Regions from separate parts of the Cricetulus griseus genome. Here region 1 is linked to region 2. Evidence: chromatin contacts called from public Hi-C data. All regions are on one chromosome and are shown on one strand. The core of a region is the stretch at or near the end of the contact, and the rest is flanking DNA. Distances in the headings are between cores, read along the strand shown. Region 1 has its middle 25 kb from the start of Actg1. Region 2 holds the start of LOC118239205 (translation initiation factor IF-2-like).

Region 1 (4,021 bases), core at 375-2,874, 74 kb after region 2:
GCAATAACCCTGTTAGTATCTCCGTATGGAAGGGGGGCATTGCCAGTGTCCCCTGACTTCCACGTGTCAGAGACCCCCTGCACACGACCACATCTGCCAGAGGCCACATTCTTGGAACACCTGGTGTCATCCCTTCTCCACCACCCAACTCCTAATTGTCTTTCAAAACTGCCTCAAGCACCAAATCTTTCCCTTGCCCCTGGCTTTCTGGACCTCTGGGGCTCCAGTACTTCATCTGGGCGTGAGCATGGCCACACAGTGAACCACAAATTTCTCCAAGCCTGGACTGTGCCTTTCTTTTCTTGAGCACCCCCAGGGCTGAGCCTATCCTGTTACATACAGAAGGACCTCTCCCAAAAGACATGTTGAATTAACGAAGGCTCCCTGACCTCAGAGCCATCTGGGCAAACTCCAGTGTGTGCTGGCCGACAAGGCACCCTTGAGAGGACACCCATAAAGAGGATCCAAGTCCCCGAGACAGAACTCAGGGTCCCACTACTGCCCTGAGCCCACTGCAGAGACGTCAAGGTACCTAATGGAAAGGGCTCGCCTAGGAGGGCAGCTGAGACACCTGAACAGCAGCATCCTCCGTCTCCTAGCTCCGACTTACAAGATGTCTTCTACAGTGGAAAAGGTTCAACCCAATCCCACCTATCCATCGCGAGGCTGCCTCAGTAGGAGACAGGACACACCTATGCGGCATGGACCTACTGCTCACGAAGCAAAAACCCAGTCTTTTGTGACACACTTGAGCGGGTGCAGGACACACTCCTGTCGCTGGCCCCGGGCACCCTGACACACCACCACCACCCAGCTCTCCCGTCCGCAACACAAACTGGCTGTAGACATGTCAGCCCAGCTTCCTTTGCTCCAAGGTGGGCCTGGATCCAGTCAGTGGGGAGCACTAGAAAGCCTGAGGAACGTATACACCACCCAGTACCTCCCTGCCAGGTCACTGCGTGCCCTTTCTAAGGTCACAGCTCCTGAAAGGGGCCCATTTCTCCACTACAGCTCCCCTTCGTTACTAGCCTGGGCACCACACATCTCTCCTTTAATTCATGTATTTTCCATTTATTCAACTCTCCCCAAATGTCCCGTCTGAGGGTGCCATAAAAATGTAAGACCGCATCAATTGCCCGTATCAAAAAACATTCTTGCATGTTCCACTTGGAGTAGTTTGGAGGGGAGGCTAATGGAAACGGTCAGGGGGAGGCTATCCCCAAGCCTGAACGGGGGCCACCTCTCTTTGTGTCCCCAGGGCATGAGAAGTGTCAAAGCCGGACTCCATCCAAGAATGAATCGATGCCTCCCCCACTGAACAGCAGGACCGTGTCTTCTTCCCTCCACCCCACCCGCTTCAGCCTCCGAGCAAACCCAGGTGGCGCTCTTCTGCCTCCCCGTCACCTCCCAGGGGGGGCAGGGACAGCCCCGCGTTGGCCCCACTACCGCCCGCCCGGGAGGCTCTGCGCTCCCGAGGCGCTGAAGGAGCCTGACGACGCCCCCACGGGACCGCAGGGATCCCCAGGGCAACGCGGTCGCCGTCAGGTCCCCGAGGCGCGCGGTGCGCGTCCCCACTCCCGCCCCGCCCTCCCCTAGCAGGGAGCCACCCCACGTGGGGCGGCGGGGGCTCTCGGCTTTGGCGCGTGATTGGTCGCCGAGCAGCCAATTAGAGGGCCTCTGCTGCTCCGGCCGCGCCAATTGGCCGAGGGCGGGCGGGCGGCGGGGCGGGAGCGGGGCTCCCTTTTGTTCTCGGCGCCCGCGCCGCGCGCCCGCTCCGGCCCGCCACCTGCGCGCCCACCCCGGCCCCGGCCCGGCCCGCCCGGCCCGGCCCCGCGCGCCTCCCGGAACCCCGCTTGTTCGCACACGCGAGCCAGGAGCCGCCGCCCGCCACGCAGCCCGCTCAGGGGCTGACCTTGGACGGGCACTTGCATTCTCTGTCCCCGGTTTCCCATCCTCGTTTCCTCCGTGTCTCCTGGGAATTGTGGCGAAGAACAGGACCCGGCAGCCAGCATGGGATGTTTCCTAAAACCTGACTTCAGGGATGTGAGGGCTCCCGTCTTTGCGAAGAGAGGCCACGTGGGAAACTGCCCAGAGAGCGTCTTTACTAACCTGAGCCTCTTTTCCCAGCCAAGACTCACTGGGCTGGGGCGGGCATGGGACAGGCTCCCGCCCTGACTCTCCTAAGTCAGCCTCTTTCTTTTTTATTTCCCCGTTTTCTTTCTCCGGTTTTTCGAGACAGGCCTTCTCTGGGTAACAGTCCTGGCTGTTCTGGAACTCGCTTTGTAGACCAGGCTGGCCTCGAACTCAGAGATCTGCCTCCCTCTGCTGGGCTTAAAGGCGAGCGCTACCACCGCCCGGCTCACCCTTTCTCCAATCAGTCACCTGTAGTGGACTCTGTCTGGAGTGGAAAGTGGTGGCTCAGAAGCGTGGAGCCAGCAACAGGCTTTAGGCTGAACTGGGGTGTCGGGGGTCAGGTCTGGGTCTCCTGACCTCTGCTCCCAACACTTTCCACCTAGAAACTGCTTCAGCGCAATTCCTCAGCAAAGCAGAGGCTGCAGGCATCCACTGCAGCCAGGCCACAGTGCTGCAGGCTGTAGCCACAGACACCCTCTCCGCACAGCCTGCAGGGGAGGCGTCAGGCCCTGGGAACCCTCACTGCCCTCACAGCATGCATGGATAGACTTGGAAAGTCTGCTCAAGTTCGTTCAGGTTGTTGGAGAAGAGAGAGTAGGTTGGCCAAAGTGGGGGCATTTCCAAGGTCACCCTCCTAGAATTAGGAGTCTAAAAGAACCTGTGTCAATGTATCCCTAGCAAACTGTAGCCTGACACTAGTGGCCCTGGCAGGTGTCCTAAGTGTGGGGTGCTGGGCAGAGGGGAGCCCCGACCCCATGAAGTTTAAACACACCCCTTTCCCTGCTGTTTTGAGACCACACAGCCTGTGCTGATAAGAGACTGGAAGTACTGGAGGTGGCCGGTGTGGAAAGAACCTCTGGTGGGAACCAGTGGTGGCTGTGTGCCCTCGGGCTCCCAGGCATTCTGCCTTTGCAGCCTCCACCACTTTAACCTTTGGGGGCTCTGCAAAAGCCAGGAGTCTACATCCAGGAGATGTGACTTTCCCCGGGTGTGAAAGGAAACCATTGTAGAGGTACGAGGAAGGGTCTGGGTCCTTCAGGCAAGACGGACAATAAAAATTAGGTAGTGGGCACTGACCCAGCTGACCAGGACAGACCCCACCTGCTACTGAGTCCCCCCAGTCCCCCCAGTCCAGGCTGTCAGCCTGGAATGAATGCTTCTCTCCAAAGATCAGGACTGGTGCTGAGGGGGGAGGGGTGCCGTCTGTGAGTCAGGCAGAGAGCCCCCTGCCCGCAGCCGTGGTCACCTGCAGTCACAGCTAGTCACTGCCTCACCTCAGTTGCATGCTAGGGTGCGTCACCCTTAAGTCTGAGAGTCCAATCATCCCTGTTCTTTGGAGTCGAGCAACCGTTAGTGGGCTCCCTGGGGCACATAGCATGTCATCAGTAAGCCCCCAGGGAGGGCGGAGTGCTTATCGGGGATCTGAAGGAATCAGAAGGCAGGGACAGAAGGCTTTAAGAGAGCATTGGCCCACGTGAGATGTCAGGGTGGGGGAGGGATGGTCGGGAGCGCAGGAAATCCCTGGAGATGGGGCTACCTCGGCAGGTGTCCAGCGCACAGCCCTGAGCCCCATGGGGCCACCTGACCAAGCTATTGCAGGAGGGGCATATAAACGGGAGGTAAATGCATAGAGGCTAGAAGGGCAGGAGAGAGGGTGACGACGAACGTCGCCATCACTGGGGACCCCAGCTCTGCCTTTGTGTTCCACGTTGAAGGCTTGGTGACAGACCACATGGGATTGAGGAAGGGGCCTTGGCGGAGCTGCAGGCGTCTGGCAGCGTTATTGCATCCCTATTGGACATAGCTCCAGTTGTACTGGAAACTGGGCACCCAAGCAGCCCACAGTGGGAAGGCAAGGGAGCCGAGAACCGGGCTTTCCTACACAAAG
Region 2 (3,919 bases), core at 69-2,568:
CCGGACGCGGACCCAAGCTCCCACTCCTTGCCCAGTCGCCAGTGCTCCTCTCCCGCCCTGCGCCACCACATTCCCATTCAGCAGCAAGGATCTGCGCAGAGGAGCTGCGCAGTCGCTCGGCTTGAATTAGGCGCCATCAGGCTTGGTAGTAGCCCTGCTGCTCCCTGATTGGCAGCTCCCTGGCCCGGCGCCAGCCTATTGGGAGGCCTGTTTACGCCGAATGAGTGGCACGAGCTCGGGGCCGTGGAGGGCCGCGCGGCCAATCAGCGCGCGGGCTGCTCCGGGTTGAGTGGCACGAGCTTATTAGTATGCAGGGCCCGTGGCTCGCCGCGCCGGGCTGCAGGTTTGAGAGCCGCTCTGGATGGGCTCGCTAGAGTCGTTGTTGTGGAAGCCGTGCATTCACAGTGCAACAGTCAGCACATTGAAAATACCAATAGGAATACAAACCAAAGTCACATTTACTGATTTAATTGTATTGCATTCAATTGTATCCAGGAAACAGCCTCCAGTAAGTAACTGAAATTGCTTTCATTTTTAAAATTTTTTTGTATTTTTATTATTTTATTTTATTTTGGCTTTTGGGGATTTACATTTTTTTTAAGCAGAAGAAATTCAGGATTGTGGTGTTAAGGAATAATAGATCTTCCCTTTTAAAATCCGTTATGATGTTGAAAGGCTTTTTTTAAAATGGACTATATATATATGTATATATGAGTACGATATTTTTTTTCCTTTGAAAAATTTTATCGATCGGTTTAAAATTCCCCCCGTAATGCGTCCTTGCTTTGCTCTGAGCGCTTCTTGTCTCGATCGACACCCTGCATTAAAAATAAATTATCCAGACAGGACAGAGACCGCCACGTTTCCTTCAGCAAGAGCCCCGCGGGTAGCCCCGAGTGGGCAGGGAGTGAGATCCCAGCTCCGGAGGAACCACGAGCGAACCCCAATTATTTGCTCCCCCATCCCGCTCCCCTCCCCCAGCAATCTTGAATGGGCCCCGCCCGGGCGCTCCCCAGCGCAGGGAACGGTCGGCTCTCGGTGGCCACGGCTGCTGCTTTCCGGGCCTCAGTGAGGGGGACAGGGGATTGGAGGGGGACTGGCAGGCTTTCAGGCTTCTCTCCCCACAGACGTAATTCTTTTCGGAACATTTCTTTTTCCTTCTGGAGGAGTGGGGGGTGGAGGGGGTCGCCCAACAGTGGGGCGTTTTCATGCGGTGCGTTCCGGGCAGCACGCGGGATCGGGGCCACGACCCTCGCGAGTGGCGTGGTCGGGGGACGGGTCCACTCCCAGAGCCGGGGTCTCTTGTTCCTCGCCGGCATGGGGTGGGGTGGGGACGGCGGGTTTCGCAGGGAGCGGGTTGTGCAGCGACGCTGGAGCCACTCGCGTCCGGTGCGCTTCTGGCTGCGGCCTGGCCTTGCAGGCCCCGCTGAGCCCACCCGCGCGGGGAACGCGGCCCGAGCGAGCCCACGGACCCCAGAGCTTGGCTTGCACGGGAGGACAAAGGCGGCTAAGACCCGGCTTTTAGATGCAAAAATCTGAAAACAAAGCAATCCTCGAGGACGCCCGGGGGTACCAGTGCTGGCCGGGCGTCTGGAGGAACCGCGGCTCTGGGGGTCACGCCCAGCCACCCGGGGCAGGTTTTCTGGGGTTCCGGTCCTTAGACGCTTTCTTATCGGCGGTTCTTATCGGCGGCCGCGAGGGGCTCTCGGCCACTTTGTTTCCTCTGGTCCGACACTGCCCGGGGTCCACTGCGGCGTCCAGTCCTGAGATGGGGCGCGAGGAGGAGGCCTCGGAGCCTGGGGACTCGCGGACGGCTGCATCGCAGCCCCGGGCCTCGGCTCTCGCATCGCGGCCCCGTTGGCTGCCGCTCCTCGTTCCGTGCCGAGCCGGCTCTCCCAGGCCCAGGGCGCGAGCATCGCAGGGCGCGCCGGCAGCGCTCCGGCAGGACGGGACACAAAGGAAGGTCCCCTTCAGTCCGGCCAGAAGCGCAGCGGCGGGCACTGGCGACACAATCCAGCCCTTGTTTGCGTAGGAAATCCTGCGGGCCGGGCGGAGAGGCACAAACGAGCCAGCGATCGGCCCGCAGGGGGTGGGGAGCCAAGCCGCGGCGAGAGCGCAAAGCCCGCGTCCCGAGAATCGCTCGCAGACCCCACTTTTCGCTCACACTTTGAGACGTCTTACTGGGGTGGGGGCCCAGAACAAAAGCCCGGCGCACACGACTCCCCGGAGGCCGTCGCGGAGCCTTGTACCGCGCGCAGCCTCCGACCCCACTCCGGCCCTCGGCGCCTTTGAAGCGGCAGGTTCCTGACCTCCCTCCCCTTCCTTCTTTCCCTTTGTCCTCCTCGGCGCCCTCCGGGGTTCGAGAGGCGCCGGCCTGGGTAGGGGCGCGCGAGTCCCTCACCGGCCCTGGGCAGCCCCTCCCCTGACCCCGGCGCCGGCAGCGCCTCGGCCTTGCCTGCGCCTTCCTCGCCCTGGCGATAGCTGAGCAGGCCTGCGCCGCGTAGAGGCGAGCTGTTTGTTGGACCCGGGGAGAGTGAAACTCCCCAGAGGGAAGAGAGCCCCAAACCCCTTTGTATGCGGTTTGAACACAAAGAGAAGTCTTTGTGTAGTCCCGTTTATTTACAATGCAAAATTCTCCGAATAAATATTAAAAAAAAGCTTATCACATGAGCAAATATGTATTCACTTAATACATTATGTTTTCGGTTATAGATTAAATCAGACACAAAATAGTGTGCAAATAAGACAGTGTAGAACCCAGAGCATAAAATATAGCAATTTAAATGGTATTTACGAAATAGAAAACATCTTAATCGCTTTGTTGTCACGGTGGGACGGCTTTTTTTAAAAAAAAAAATCAGATTTTCTGTAAAGTTCACAATTAAGAATACCTCCTTTCTGTGGGAGCTGAGACCAAGCATTAAGACAATGTGTATTTCGGAAATAAAAGAAGTATCCGAAATGGAGGATGGCCGAGAGACTTTGGTCGCACGTGCATGGCGGTGTACACTTTACATCGCTTGCTCGGTCGCTGCTCTCAGAGTTTGAAATTGTCTGCGATTTCGCCCGGGAGTACACATTTCACGATGGGAGGGGGTGGCAGGAAAGGGAGAAGGAGGGTCGTTTCAAGTTGGCCTTGCCAGAGGTGGGGATGGAAGACCGAGAGCCCGGGTCTGCTGGGCCCCAGACCCAGGAGACGGCTGCGCTGTGCTAGTCTCGGTTCTTCCCCGCAGGGTCGGTCAGGGTGCCACGCGGAGACCTGCCTCGGTTAGGTGATCGGGCAGGCGCTGAATGGAGAAACGTCGTGGCCGATTTGGGAGGCCGAGAGAAAACAGTTTCTGACTCTCTGAGCCCCCTCCCCCAAAGCCCCCAATCCGCAGAGGAAGATCCTGGGCGAATTTGATTGGGGGGCGGGGTGATTGTTCCAGCCTCACCAGGAACCTCCGGGCTCGGGCTCGGGGACAGCAGGCCAGGCACTGCGGCGTAGCGGCCCAGGTGATGCCGGTGGCGGTCGAGGGGCGCCCGGGGCTCCGGGACGCCAGTCTGGGGTTGTGGCACAATGCTGGAGGGTGGGGGCCGGTCCCACTGGGGCCGAGTGGGGGGACGACATTCAAAAGAATGGACTGAAAGACGCATGGGGGGATGGGAGAGAGGAGAAAAGAAAGGTTATTTAAAAAAAAAAAAAACTCTTGAGTTACAATCAATAAAATTACTCGCTTAATTAGCATGGTTATTCGGTTAAGCGGAATGCAGTAAAAGCTGGACCTCAGAAAGCCCGGGGTTGGGGGAGCGTGGACCCCGGGCTTTTTCCTCCGAGACACCTTTGGGCAGCGGGGGAGGGGAGAGGGTGTGTGTGAGTGTGTGTGTGTGTGTGTGTGCGCGCGCGTGCGAGTGTGCGTGATGGCTTCGCAGATTTGGG

The links. A called contact is a pair of places that touch in the nucleus more often than the background predicts.
Region 1: a contact with region 2 is called in a Hi-C map of the CHO-K1 cell line, with 2.9 times the contacts expected there. The contact joins the enhancer-like site here to the promoter of LOC118239205 in region 2. A contact is called at or near these places in 2 of 8 Hi-C or Micro-C datasets (both in the CHO-K1 cell line).

The regions. Positions count from the first base shown.
Region 1 is chr7:132,815,712-132,819,732 of CriGri-PICRH-1.0, forward strand. No RefSeq gene overlaps it. Among named protein-coding and RNA genes, the nearest start is that of Actg1, 25 kb to the right of the region's middle. Within about 2 kb of position 1,625, at least 5 of the 6 cell types and tissues checked have open chromatin away from gene starts, as enhancers often do. A contact at or near this core is called in the CHO-K1 cell line, where this site is marked.
Region 2 is chr7:132,742,023-132,745,941 of CriGri-PICRH-1.0, forward strand. It overlaps LOC118239205 (translation initiation factor IF-2-like), which reads right to left and starts at 1,319. Exons shown (of 7, transcript XM_035448178.1): 1 at 1,002-1,319. The coding sequence starts at 1,319. It overlaps Bahcc1 (BAH and coiled-coil domain-containing protein 1), which reads left to right and starts at 309. Exons shown (of 29, transcript XR_004770886.1): 1 at 309-508.